Linked DNA regions of Gossypium hirsutum: region 2 is linked to region 1. A link is a contact called in public Hi-C data. All regions are on one chromosome and are shown on one strand. Each heading gives the region's core, a stretch centred on a gene start, on an enhancer-like site or on the middle of the called end of the contact. The rest is flanking DNA. Distances are from core to core; before and after follow the strand shown.

Region 1 (6,682 bases), core at 2,447-4,946:
GGCAGGATGTTGCTGCTTGCTGTCATTATTTCACATAAACATAAACTCCCTTTCTTGTTTTCCGCTATCAGTTTCCTTTGATAAGGATCTTGAAACTCGAGCAATTTTCTCACAGGATTCCCCCATAAAAACTTCCTTCATTCTCTTAATCGCAGGCACAAAAGGCAACCATGGTATAACGGAAAAGGTTAGATATTATAAAGATGGCAGAGACTACCTTTGTTCCCTTCATCTTTACTACGAAACAAAACAAAACAAAACAAAACAAAGGACACGAAAACTTTTTTGACGGGAAGCTTTGGGTGTTTTACCATTTTTAATAGCCATGAAAGCTTGGATGAGATTATATTGTTGTCCTCCTCCCACTGCTATGAGAAATCAAAGAAAAAAATGTATATTTGTTCGCAGATTTTAAGGCAAAAAGATGAACTGACCCATCCCCTGCTAAGCCCCTACATCTTTTCCAGCAGCAGACAATTAATCCATCATCTGTTTACTTTATGTAAGAATGTTATGTCCTCCATTGCTATATAATCATTCTCTTCTCTTCCATATCTGACCTTTTTTTTTTTTCTTTTCAAAAAGTATATGGTCCCATCCCAAGATAATTTCATATGATTTCAAATCACAGGGAGATCAATTTCATTTTGATATTTATTTATTACTAGCAGCTTTCAGTTCAAACATATGTGTTTCTCTCTCTACTTACGTAGCGGTGAGTAAAATTTGATTCGATTCGATTCGAAAAACTTAGTAAAAAATTTAAATTTTGAATTAAATAGTTTGAGTTATTTTAGTTAATCAAATTATTTGAATTAACTTTGAATAAAAAATAATTTTTTTTGTTTAACTCAAATATGAATTACATAATTCGAGTTATCCTAAAATTTGAATAAGAAGAGACAAAACTACGTCGTTTTGATAAATATTTACCTTTTCTAAAGTTAAAGTCAAAACCATTAAGTTAAAAGACAAAATTACGTCGTTTTGATAAATATTTACTCATTAAGTTAAAAGGTAAAATAATTATATTGTTTATGTAATTAAATAATCTTGTACTTCGTTTACTAATTAAATAATCGGCCAATGTAAACGAAACATTGAGTATAAATAATATAATTTGTTAACTCGACTCGACTTGACTCGATTCGATTTGATTCAAAAAAATTTAAATCGAGTTCGATTGCTAAAATAGGATTCGTTAACTCGACTAACTCGAATTTTTTTTACTCGATTCAACTCGACTCGATCGAATACCTCCCCTTCACATATATATTAAGCTGTGGCCATAAAATTGCCACCATTGTTTACTCATTAAGTTAAAATGTAAAATAATTATATTGTTTATGTAGTTAAATAATCTTGTACTTTATCTACTAATTAAATAATCGGTCAATACAAACGCAATATTGAGTATAAATAATATAATTTGTTAACTCGACTCGACTTGACTCAAAATTTTTTACTTGATTTGATTTGATTCAAAAAAATTCAAATCGAGTTCGGTTGCTAAGATAGAATTCATCAACTCGACTAATTTAAATTTTTTTTACTCGATTCAACTTGACTCGATCGAATACCTACTTCTACACACTTAAATTAAGCTGTGGCCTTAAAATTGCCACCATTGTTCTTTCAGCTTCTGGTCTAATGACAGGAGGTTCCACCGCAAACATTCATGCCGATCGTCAGACATCATTTAAAATTTGATTGCCAAACATATTAATAAATATGCCCCCACCCCCCACCCTCTCCACCCTCCAAAAAAAATCTTATCTCTCTTTCTTTGTTCACTTAAATATTCTGATTAAATACGATCTGCAAGAACAAAAGGAAATGAACAATGTAATAAATTTTGGCGACCAATGTCCTATGGCTATCCTACACCTGAAAATGCCATGAAAGAAACAAAATATGAATCTTTTACATGGCATTTTTCATGCAAGGAACAGGGCATATATAGTCAGGGAAAAAGAAAAATAAAAAGAAACACTTAATTTTAACTGTTTACTCTTTATTTTCTCTCTATTGCTGTATCAGAACGAAAACCCACACCTTAAATCTGTTGATATATCTCTTTCTATCAACGTCTTCGCCTGTTTTCAGACGGACAGCATAGAGTATATATTTATGTACACGTGTGTAGCTACAGTGTTGTTCATGTGTTCCTCTCACTGATAGCCACCTCGAAATCAATATTCCTCACACGTTAGAAAGTTTCAGAAATAGGGAAGACATCGATCGCAACTGTAAACATGTTCTTTTAGATTAAAGGATAACAGAAATTTTACCAACCCAAATGAAATGCCCTAATGAAGATCAGATTGAAAGTGTTTTTTTTTTTCATTGAAGTAGGTTTTCTTGTCAGCTAGCTCATGGCTTCGAGATTAATGACATTTACTAGGAAATCATACTAAAAAGAGTAAAATCCAGGATGTTAGAAGCAAGGAGTTATAAATAACCATCTCATCTTGCACTGCAATGATTTTGTTTCTCTTCTCGGTTAATAAAAAGTTATTAGGAAATTAATTATTACAGATGTAGATCCAAACTCACATGGTCTTGCACTCTTGGATTTGATTTATAAACGTACCGGCTCCGGGAACTTGAACCACCTCCACCAACAACTTGCGAGTGCTTCAATTCTTCACCAGCAAAAAATGGAGACGGTTGCGATGATGATGATGAAAGGTCGGGATAGAAATTAGATGAGTTTCTTTGAACCGTAGCAGGGGTTCTCCATAACCCCAGTGGGCTACCACTGATGGGTGGCTGAGGAAAAGAGCTTTGGTTCCCATAAAACCTACTGCTAGTACTGTTGTTCCACGAAGGGTAACTCGCCGTAGCTTGTGTTGGAGCTGAGGCTAGCCTGTAGTTAACGAAGCCGTAAATCTGAGCATCAGATAAAGAGTTTTGCACCATTGTTGACTGAAGATGAGCGCGTTTCGCATGTTGGCGTTCCCTTTTGTGAGCGTTTTGGTGACCGCCTAAAGCTTGGGAAGTCGGGAAGTTTCTACAACAATAGTGACATTCAAACCTTCTGCTGTTCTCTCCATTCTCGTTCTCCTTGGTTGTATCATCGTTGTTCCCTGCTGAGTCTGACTCGTTCCTAGCCATAGCCGAGCCTGAGTGACCACCATTGAATTCTTTGCCGAACAAACGAAAAATACCCCTTTCTTTTATAGGGGCAGGACGGATAAATGGAAGCTGAGAGAAGGATTCAACGTTCATGAAGTCGTGAGTTTCCCTTTCGTTCTTCTCCATGAAGAAGAGAAACAAAGAGAGGGCGGTGGCTGGGTTTTAATTTCTCCGGAGAGAGCTGAAATGATTAAGGGAGAGAAGGGGAAGGTAGCTAAGAGAAAGGGGAGAGGGTGGGGCCTACAAAGAGGGAATGGAAGAGAGAAGCATATACAAATGAGAGGTGACCCATGGCAATGGTAATGGTCATGAATGATCTGAGAGTGAGGGCTGACAAGGAAGGCCACAAGTTTCTGGTCAGATATGAGAGTGGCATTGGCAGTTTGGGTTGTCAAAATACTACCTTGGCTACCTTTCGCTTAAATTTTTTTGTTTGTTTTGGAAAGTTATTCTGCTACCCACGTCCTAAGATCTTGAAAATTTATGTTTTCACTCCCACCTGCATCATTACGGAAAATTCTCAATTAAACAATATCAGAAAAAGTTATTAAGTATGCATATCACTATATTTGACCTTTTATTTCTTAGAGATGCACATTATATTTGAAATTTATTTTCTCCCCAAACATGTCATATATCTATGTTTATTTTTAAAAGGTTTGAAAAGATTGAATTTCTCATTCATTAACTTGTATAGATATATAGACTTTTTGTGCATAAAAATATAAACTATATATACATTTGTGTGCATAAAAATATAAACTATATATACATTCTTTTATACCAGTTCAGATTGTTTGTTTGTCCACATTGTAATTCTTGTTTATTTCTATTTTTCAACAAATATGATCAAATGAATATTATAATGTTTAACGACTAAAATATGAAATTTACAAAATTTTCAAAGTATATTTAGAATATTTTTTCATTGCTTTTAATTTTTATTTTTTTGGATTTTTTACACTATTTTATTTATTTATTTATTTATGATATTAGGCAAATATTGATGTGGGAAGCAAATGACATGTGAGATCACATGCAATAGCAGAGTGATTATAAGTCAAAAACAAAAGAGTCACCATCCTAAGAAACCCTAATTCTCTACAAGTAGTAATGAATAAGGTTTTTCTTTTTATCTTTTTCGTTATGGTTATGGGAGGGTGTGGGGCTAACAAAGCTTTTCCTCTCGTGTCAGGATGCAGTGTAGACGAGCGTTGATTTGTCTGGTGTGGGCACATAAGGGAGGGGTCGCTATCTCGTAGTTCCCTACCTCTCTCTTTCCCATTAGGTGGCTTGAATGAAACCTGTCTTTGGGAGACCCCTCCCACTTCTCTCTTTCTCTTTTCTCTCTCTCTCTCCCCTTTCTTTCTCCTGCAAAATCTAACATGTTCCCTTATGTGGACCAAATGTTAGATGTAGAGACTTCACGCTTTTCAAACTAAAGCTTCTTTGCTTCATCAATGTCCTAATCATTATTGCTAGGGTTTGTTTGGATATATATAATACACACGTATATGCGCAACAATATTTATAAATTCCATGTACAAACTTTCAACAAAATTCTAAACAAGGTGAAAAGTAAATAATTTAAGTTTGTATTTCTTACTACACATTTGTATTCATACAAACAACTTTTTTTACATTTTTTTCTCTTTACAGATTGTCAATGCAATGTTTGGGTTGTGGTAATGGTTAATGGTTGTTGACATGATAGTGGTGGTGCCGAAAGCCGTAATGGGAGGTTTGGAAATTTGAGGATTGCATGAAAGAGTAATAGAGTCAAGTGGGAGTATGGTTAAATTTGTGTTATGCCCCTTTCTCTGCGTGATGGAGTCTTTTATACGAGAGAAAAGGAACCTGGTGGGCCATCATGGAATGATGCACTATCCCATTGGAGGATAAGCTGAATTTACGGCCCAAGGCTTATCCTTCAACTATGCTCATTTAACAAGCCTATAGGTTACATAATTTGGGGTTTAATCTTGAATGCTTATGGTTCAGGTCAGGCTTAAGTATAATATTAATATATTTTATATTTATTTAAACTCGACTCGACTTAAGATATGGGCCTAAAATTTTACCCAAACCCGCCCATATATGCAAAAAATTAATACAAGTCTATTTTAGGCATACGCATATTATTTTTAATTTTTTAAAATATTTATATTATTTTAATTTATTTTAATAATTAATAATTTTATATATTTCTTATTTATTGAAATTTTTTATATAGTTATTTTAATATTATTTTGATATTTACATTAGAGTAGTATTATATATTTAGTATAAATTTATTTTTTAATGTGTTATAAATTACATAATATATAAAAATAACATAATATAAGGCCTTATAGACTTAAAAATAGGTTGGGCTCGAGCCTTAAAAGGTTCAAGCCTGACCTCGACCCATATTTTAAACGAGTCTAATTTTTTTGCCCAATCCAATTTTCCAGGGCTAATATTTTTACACAAACCTTCCTAAATTTCGAGAGAGATTTTGAGCCTGGGCGGGTAGCCCGACCCATGAACAAGTCTAAATGGGATTTGGGCATCCTTGGCGTTGAGTAAGATTATCAAAATTTTGATTCTTTGTTTCGAGAAAATAAAGAAAACAAATCTTGTTCTAACACAAACAAATTTGAAGATTTCAAGTTTCAAGAAATCAAGATTCCAATTCTTGGAAATCTTGGTTCAAGAATGAATATCTTAAATTGAGAAATGCTTGGACGGTCATCTACAAGCTTAATGGAGTTACATTCTTGAAGAAAATGAGCTTAAACAATCCATCTTAATCTTCATGGAGTTTTGGCCCAATTTGAGCCAATTTGAATGTATATAGACTTAATTAATTAAGCTTTGTTTTGGCCTAGTCTGTTTTTGGCTTATGAACACTTTTTGCAACACCCCCTCTCCCGTCTTAATGATCGATATAGATGGGAGATGCCATTGGAGCATGTAAGAGTATGAAATCTTGAATTTATGTAAGAATTTGAAGTTTAGAACATTTTTATAAAATAGTTAAACTATGTTTTAGAAAAATTGAAAGTTTTAAAAATAATTTAAATTCATTTACAATAGATTCAGAGTTGACACCCCAAACGGGCTTGTAAAGGCCAAAATGGCTTAAAATAGTGTAGGGTTGAAATAGGGCACGAAGTCGCAACGTCACTTGTAGTTTGGTGATGTTGTGATGTAAGAAATGCAACATTGTGATGTCACTCATTGAGCGTCCCCAAAAAATTCAAAATTGTTCCTAATGTAATATCCCAAAATTAGGTCTAGTTGGAACAGAGGTTTCGGGACCGCAAAATTCGAGATATAAATAATTATTTTATGATTATTTTGAGGTCTATGATATGATTGCATGATTATGTGAAAATTTCGTGAAGAAATTCTATGCATAAAGTGCTTAATTTGAAGTTAGGGACTAAATTGAATAAGTTGCAAAACTTGCATTCTAGAAGTTTCTAGTATGAAATTGCTTTGAAATATTAATTAGGAGGTCTTAAATAGAAATTTGACTAATTTCTAAGTTATGGACAAA
Region 2 (6,682 bases), core at 2,469-4,968, 270 kb after region 1:
TATTGCACTATTTTCTAAGCCTTTGGTCACCCTCTAATACTCATATCCACTTATAGTTTTCAATGAAACTTAACATGGTCTAAATATACTCTTAAATGACCTTAATATACCTCATTGCATGTAAACCTCATCTCATCGATTTTTATACATTCTAGGTTATCCCCTTTATATTAAGGATTTCCATGACTTGTAACTCAATTAAGCTTGGCTCGTTATCTTAACTCATTGCCAAATTGTGGCCTAACCACCCCATGTGATTTGGTCATATTATATATGACTAATTGTAACCCACCATATTTAATCATCGCAAGAACGTTGGAACATAACATGCACAATTTGGTATGTCATAACCTACACCAAAATGAGCCAATTCTCATGGTCATATACAAGTGAATATGTATACTTTTATAAGTCGTCATATTGGCTAAACAAATGATATATATAACAAAATAACAAAAGCCCTATACATGCCATTGAACAAAATAAGAGTATCTATATACCAAACCTAGACAAGATGATAGTGTGTTGATTCTCCAACCGTTTCTCAATCTTCGCGAGTCTACGAGCTCTGTAAGACAGGGAAAAGAGGGGGTAAGCATTTACATGCTTAGTAAGCCCAAATAACTGGAAAGTAAACTTACTAATTAATTAGTATACATCCATATTAGGCAATAAAACCAACAACCATGAAATAATTTCTCTATCACATGCACTCAATCAACAAGTTAGTCCCATAACAATACACCATGTAATTTTCTTAGATGGGCTTATCATCCAATATTTTTATTTTTATATATCTTATGTTAATCCCATTGAGTTTCTCGAAAATCTCAATGGATTATCCATTTACTGTCAAGTCATAAGAGCGATCATCTCAAGTACGCACTCCCGCGAACCTCACATTATACGGTGGGATTACCAGTCCAGCCTAATCCCTCGTAATGTAAACTCATAGGGTGATGTCAGGATTACCAGTCCAGGCTAAATCCCTTATAGCGAAAAACACCCTTAATGAGCTCGGATCTAAATTACCAGTCCAGGCTAAATTCAGACCCTAATTGGATTACCTGTCTGGGCTAAATCCACAATGCACACATATTCTTCGGGAGGCTCGATCACTCAAAGAACACATGTTCGGGTTAGATCCTTTTCTATATTTGAGATCAATGGATTACCCATCCGAGATAAATCCTTTTCTGCAACACATGCAGGATCTTAAGTCATATAAGCCATGGTTTATCCATCGAATTTCCCTTTTTACTTCAACCGGGACATTTATTCTCATATCATTATTATTAACACATTTCATGGATTTTCATGCTATTATTATAACCAATTTTCATACATTCGTAAAACATGCAATTAGACATATTAATAGGTTACTTAAAGTTGTTTGAACTTACATGGTACTCGTTTTGGTTTCGCGTTTCGGTTATTCCGAAACCTTTCGTTTTCCTCGATTAACCTCCGAAATTTGTTCCTCGGGGTCTATAACAATAAAATTGAATCATTAATACCTCACATTATTCTTTTCGAGCCTAAGTTACACCCCCAAACAAAATAATCATTTTGCCCCTAACTTTTCACATTTTTACGATTTAGTCCCTAGGCTTGTATGATGTAATGCATGAAATTTCTACATTACCCAAGCCTAGCTGAAAGTTTCTCCCTCTTATGGCAGCCCACATTTCCCATTATTTCACATTTCTACCACATATTTTGTACCTTTTGCAAAAAGGTTGTTTGGGGGTTTTTTCATGAAAATTACCTAGGAAAAGATGTTTGACACACATCCAACTTTCATATTCCTCCATAAATCATCAAAGACTAATCATGTCACACATGGGTCACTTTACCTACATGAACCCTAACTCAAAATATGGGTAGAAATGGAGAAAGTAAGCTATTGAGATTTCAAAAATACGAAGAACATTAAAAACGGGGCTTGGGATCACTTACTATTGAGCTTGAAATTGTTGAAAACCCTAGCTATAGAGGGCTTGAGAAATTCGGTTGGATGAGGGAGAAGAATGGCTGATTTTTGCGTTCATTTTCCCATTTTATTTCATTAATTAGCCAAATGACCAAAATACCCTTGAGCCATTTCTTTCTAATTTTATCCATACATGACCATTTTTGTCCAAAAATTTAGAAATTGGGAAAGTTTCTCTTTAAGACCTTCTAATTAATAATCTAAAACAATTTCATACAAATTGCTTCTAGAATCCAAGTTTTGCAATTTATTCAATTTGGCCCTTATTTTCCAATTGGACACTTTACTCATAGAATTTCTTCATGAAACTTTAACACATGCATATTCTCATATTCTAGACCTCATAATAATCATAAAAAAATTCAACATTGGATTTGTGGTCCCGGATCACTGTTTTGACTAGGCCCTATTTTAAGATGTTACAGAATAGGTTTGGATGTTGGTTAATGCATGGCTTGGAACCTAAGAAAGGGTGCGTGACATGGCTTGTGATTGAAGGTGTTTTTGGGTATACGCGGCCTATGACACAATCTCCCACATGGTTGTTTGCCCCACGCAATTGTATGACACGATCGTGTACTTAATTTTGGTGATTTTAAGTTCACATGGTCTCCGAAAGTTACACGGCCTGCACAAGGAGTTACATGGTTTGGCCAGATGACCATATCTCTACACCACATAGGCTAAGCCCTGTTACATAGCCTGACCACACGACCGTGTGACCTTTGTTTTCAGTTTTACCTTATTTTCATATTTTTTATTTAATTTAATCCTTGGTTGTTTCTTAATAACTTTTAATGCTTTGTAGGCTCGATTTAAGTCTCGTTTTAATTTGAATGACATGTTAATTGATTAAAATTATTGATGATTGATTTAAAAGTAATTTTTTTATTTGAAATAATCTATGTTTGTTCTGTTAATTGTTGTAACTTCCCATAACCCTAATTTAGTGATGAAGACGAGTAAGGGGTGTTACAAGTGAATTAAAAAAAATATAGAATTGAGGGGTTTTAAATAGTTTTTTTTTAACCATTGGGGTGGGAAGTTGCTGTTGTAATTAGACTATTGTGGGGTAGCCATTAGGGAAAACACGCTGAGCTGGTAGCCTTTTGCTGATAGAGCAGGAAAGCGTGTCTAGCTAGAAGCGGTTTCTTACAACATTAGCTGAAAATGCATTCAGCTCAGCTCATTTTCTTGCAAAGTACGCTACAAACATATCCAGCACAACACGTTTTAAAAAAAAATCGGCTTAATCCCATAAATATTTTAAAAAAGGCCTAATTCAATAAATATTAAAAAAAGAACATTTTCTGTTAATTCACTCTTATTGCCGTGCATATAACTTTTTTTTAATATTTTTAATTATAATATATATAAATATTATTTTTTATCTTAATTTACATTACTTGCAATACAAGCTTTCATGTACTTTAAAAATAAGAAAATCACTTAAAAATTAAAAATTTATAACATTGAAAATATTTGTTCCTTTTTTAATTATAAACTTCAAATCATTGTTTTTAAATTAAAAAATTATTTTAATCATCAAACATTGAAAAATTTGTAAAAAAAAGTTTAGCAAATATATTTAACATAAGAAAACTATTTTATGTCTATAAAAAATTTTAAAAAATTTCATCCACTTCAAAAAATACTTATGTCTGCAAATATATTATCAATAAAAAAACTAAATAATAAATAAAATTGCTAAAAATATTGTTAGGCGTTAGATAGCGAGCTGGTGCTAGGAGCTTCCGCTCTTTATTACCATGTTTGCCCTTTTAAGATTGCGGTTCTTACATCATGTTCAGAACTACTATTTGAATACCCAAAATGCCCTCACCTTCCATCTTTATTTCATTATTCCCAACTACCTTGCTTGCAGCTCCTGCTTGAGTTTGCAGATGCCCGGTTGCGTTGGAAAAAAACAACTGTAAGATTTTATCTTTTTGAGAAAAAAATATGGGATCTTGAACTTCAAGTGCTTTTCATTTCGATTGCATGATTTATATACTGATGCTGCTAATTTGGGTTACTTAGCTTTACTTTGTCGTTCATTTCTGAATTCTGATTAGAAGTTGGCTAGTTCTTTATGGTAATCAGTGTACATTTCCGAAAAGATAGCTGAGATGTTGGGTAATTTTGAGGTTGAACAGTGTTCATTTAGCAAGTTGAGACAATTTCATGAAAGGGTTTTGAGTTTTAGTGACAGATTTGTAAAGATTCACTGTAAGCATTGTGTTTCTGAATCAATCAGTGCACTTATTGTTATTGGTTTAATTTTATCGTTCCTTTTAGCAATGATATGCACATATTTTCATGTCTTTCCAATATATCAGCCAGCTGTTCGTACTTATACAGTTCATGAGTCTGATGATTTAGTTGCCAAATGCAATGTTTTTTATGGCAAATGGATCCCTGATGAAAGTTACCCTTTATATAATGCTTCACAATGTCCTTTTGCTGAGCGTGGGTTTGATTGTGTGGTTAATGGAAGAAGAGATAGGGGTTATCAAAAATGGAGATGGCAGCCTAAAAACTGTGAAATTCCAAGGTTTAATGTGCAAGAGATCCTTGGAAAGCTTCATGGGAAACGGATTGTTTTTGTTGGTGATTCATTGAGCAGAACACAATGGGAGTCTATGATATGTTTGCTTATGCAAGGTGTGCAGGATAAGAGGAATGTCTATGAAATTAATGGAAATAAGATCACTAAGCGAATTAGGTTTTTAGGAGTGTATTTCAGTTCATATAATTTACGTATTGACTTTTATCGGTCAGTTTTCCTAGTGCAGCCTGGTTCAGCACCAAGGCATGCACCTAAGAGGGTTAAATCAACAGTCAAACTTGACAAGCTGGATGATATGAGCAAGGAGTGGATTGACTCTGATTTCTTGATATTTAATTCAGGTCATTGGTGGACGCCAACTAAGCTTTTTGATATGTAAGTTATCTAGATATCTTTAACTGCATATATTGGTGTTCTTTGGTGGATGCAACAGAAATTTTCCAGTTAAAATTTTGGTTTCAATTTTTAGTTCATTTAGTTTCATGAAAGTTTACTTGCATCAATTTATGTTCCAAGCTGAGTCATTAAAACTTGATATATGTCTTAATGTCTGAGTCATTGTTTTTTAGGTGGCAATGCATCAAAGGTTGCTAATGCACAGGCATGGTAAATTTGCAATAATGTGATTTGTGTTGATATATATCTTTTCATCTATTTCTATGTTTACCAACCTATATGATATGTTCTGCTTGTTTGAATTTACACCTATAGTGCAGTTTATGCCTCATTTTCTCCTTGCTGTTCTAATATAGTGACAAAGTACCGAACTGTTCGCACTGTTGCTTTTAGGACTAAATTACAAATCTATATGCATGTTTCATTTTTATGTAGAAATCTCCTAACAGAATTTACCAGACAGGGGTCGCTATTTTCAGGCAGGTAGATCACTAAAGCTTGGAATGGGGATCGCATCTGCCTTTAGAACTGCATTGGAGACATGGGTATCTTGGGTTGAGTCTTCAGTCAACAGAAACAGAACTAGGGTGTTCTTCCGGACTTTTGAATCTTCGCATTGGATGTAAGCCATTCTACTTTCTACCAGGTTTTTTCCTTTTGTCTTTTTGCTTTAGAAAATAAGGCATCTACAAAGCAAGTATTCCACCTTAGCTGAAAAAGATAATAATTATTTGGGTGCTAAGTTGGGTGATGCATAAAGACAAAAAAATTTTGTGTGTTTAAAAGTTGTTACTATAAACATTATTTTAAACAAAAAGAGCAATATAGCATTCTCAATTCTAGTGATGAGCTTAGTTCTTCTACATTAGAACCTCCAGGTTTGGAAAGGCTTTGGCTTCAATGTGTCAACGTATGGCTTTGCATTTTTGTCATGGTAAATTAAGAAGAGTAAATTGAATGGAAATTTTGCAAGATTTTTAGGTGAAAAAGAAAAAACTGAATGATATGCCAAACTTTTTTGCCTGTTGAAATTATAATATAAACACTATTTTTCAAATGATACTTCTTTATTTATTTAATAACTAAACACTTCAGTTATGCCATATTGCTATGATTTAAATTTTTTTTTTTTTGAAATACTCATATCTGACACATATTAGATATAAGCATGTAGACATTGAGAAAAATCAAAAGAAGTGAACATACTCGTACTCATATCGAACCAAAGCATAAAACCCCTTCTAAAAAGTATAAGAAGAAGATATACCATTGAAAAGGGCAATTAAAATTGATCTAAAATCATTACTTACAACAATATGTCCAATTAAGACGTTAAAGAAGTATGGAATTTCACATATTATATTATATTACAATATCTTCAGCTTTTAGTTGACGTGGTCAATTTAATTTTTAAAATAATTTAAAAGCTTGGACTTTGGTAGTAGCATAAGTATTTAAAATAAGATTAAAATATGCTTCAAATTTATGTACTCTTGTATATTAGGAATTTAGTCTTTTTATTTTTATATTAAGGATTAAGTTTCTAAAAAATAAAACAAAATAGAAAAGCTTTTTAAAAATATTTAAAACATTTATTATAAATAGATTTCATAAATAACAAATTAATGAATGCCATAAATACTTTTTCATCTGTTTAATCTAGAAAATTGTATATATCATGCATATATAATAATTTAATACGTTATTTTTATCAAATAAAATAT

What was found. A called contact is a pair of places that touch in the nucleus more often than the background predicts.
Region 2: a Hi-C map of leaf shows a contact between it and region 1, with 2.8 times the contacts expected there. The contact joins the promoter of LOC107957327 here to the promoter of LOC107957328 in region 1. A contact is called at or near these places in 2 of 34 Hi-C or Micro-C datasets (both in leaf).

The regions. Positions count from the first base shown.
Region 1 is chrA05:56,661,364-56,668,045 of Gossypium_hirsutum_v2.1, forward strand. It overlaps LOC107957328 (zinc finger protein 8), which reads right to left and starts at 3,697. Exons shown (of 1, transcript XM_016892832.2): 1 at 2,472-3,697. The coding sequence starts at 3,264. The coding sequence ends at 2,533.
Region 2 is chrA05:56,934,635-56,941,316 of Gossypium_hirsutum_v2.1, forward strand. It overlaps LOC107957327 (protein trichome berefringence-like 7), which reads left to right and starts at 3,719. Exons shown (of 3, transcript XM_016892831.2): 1 at 3,719-4,937; 2 at 5,422-5,580. The coding sequence starts at 4,123.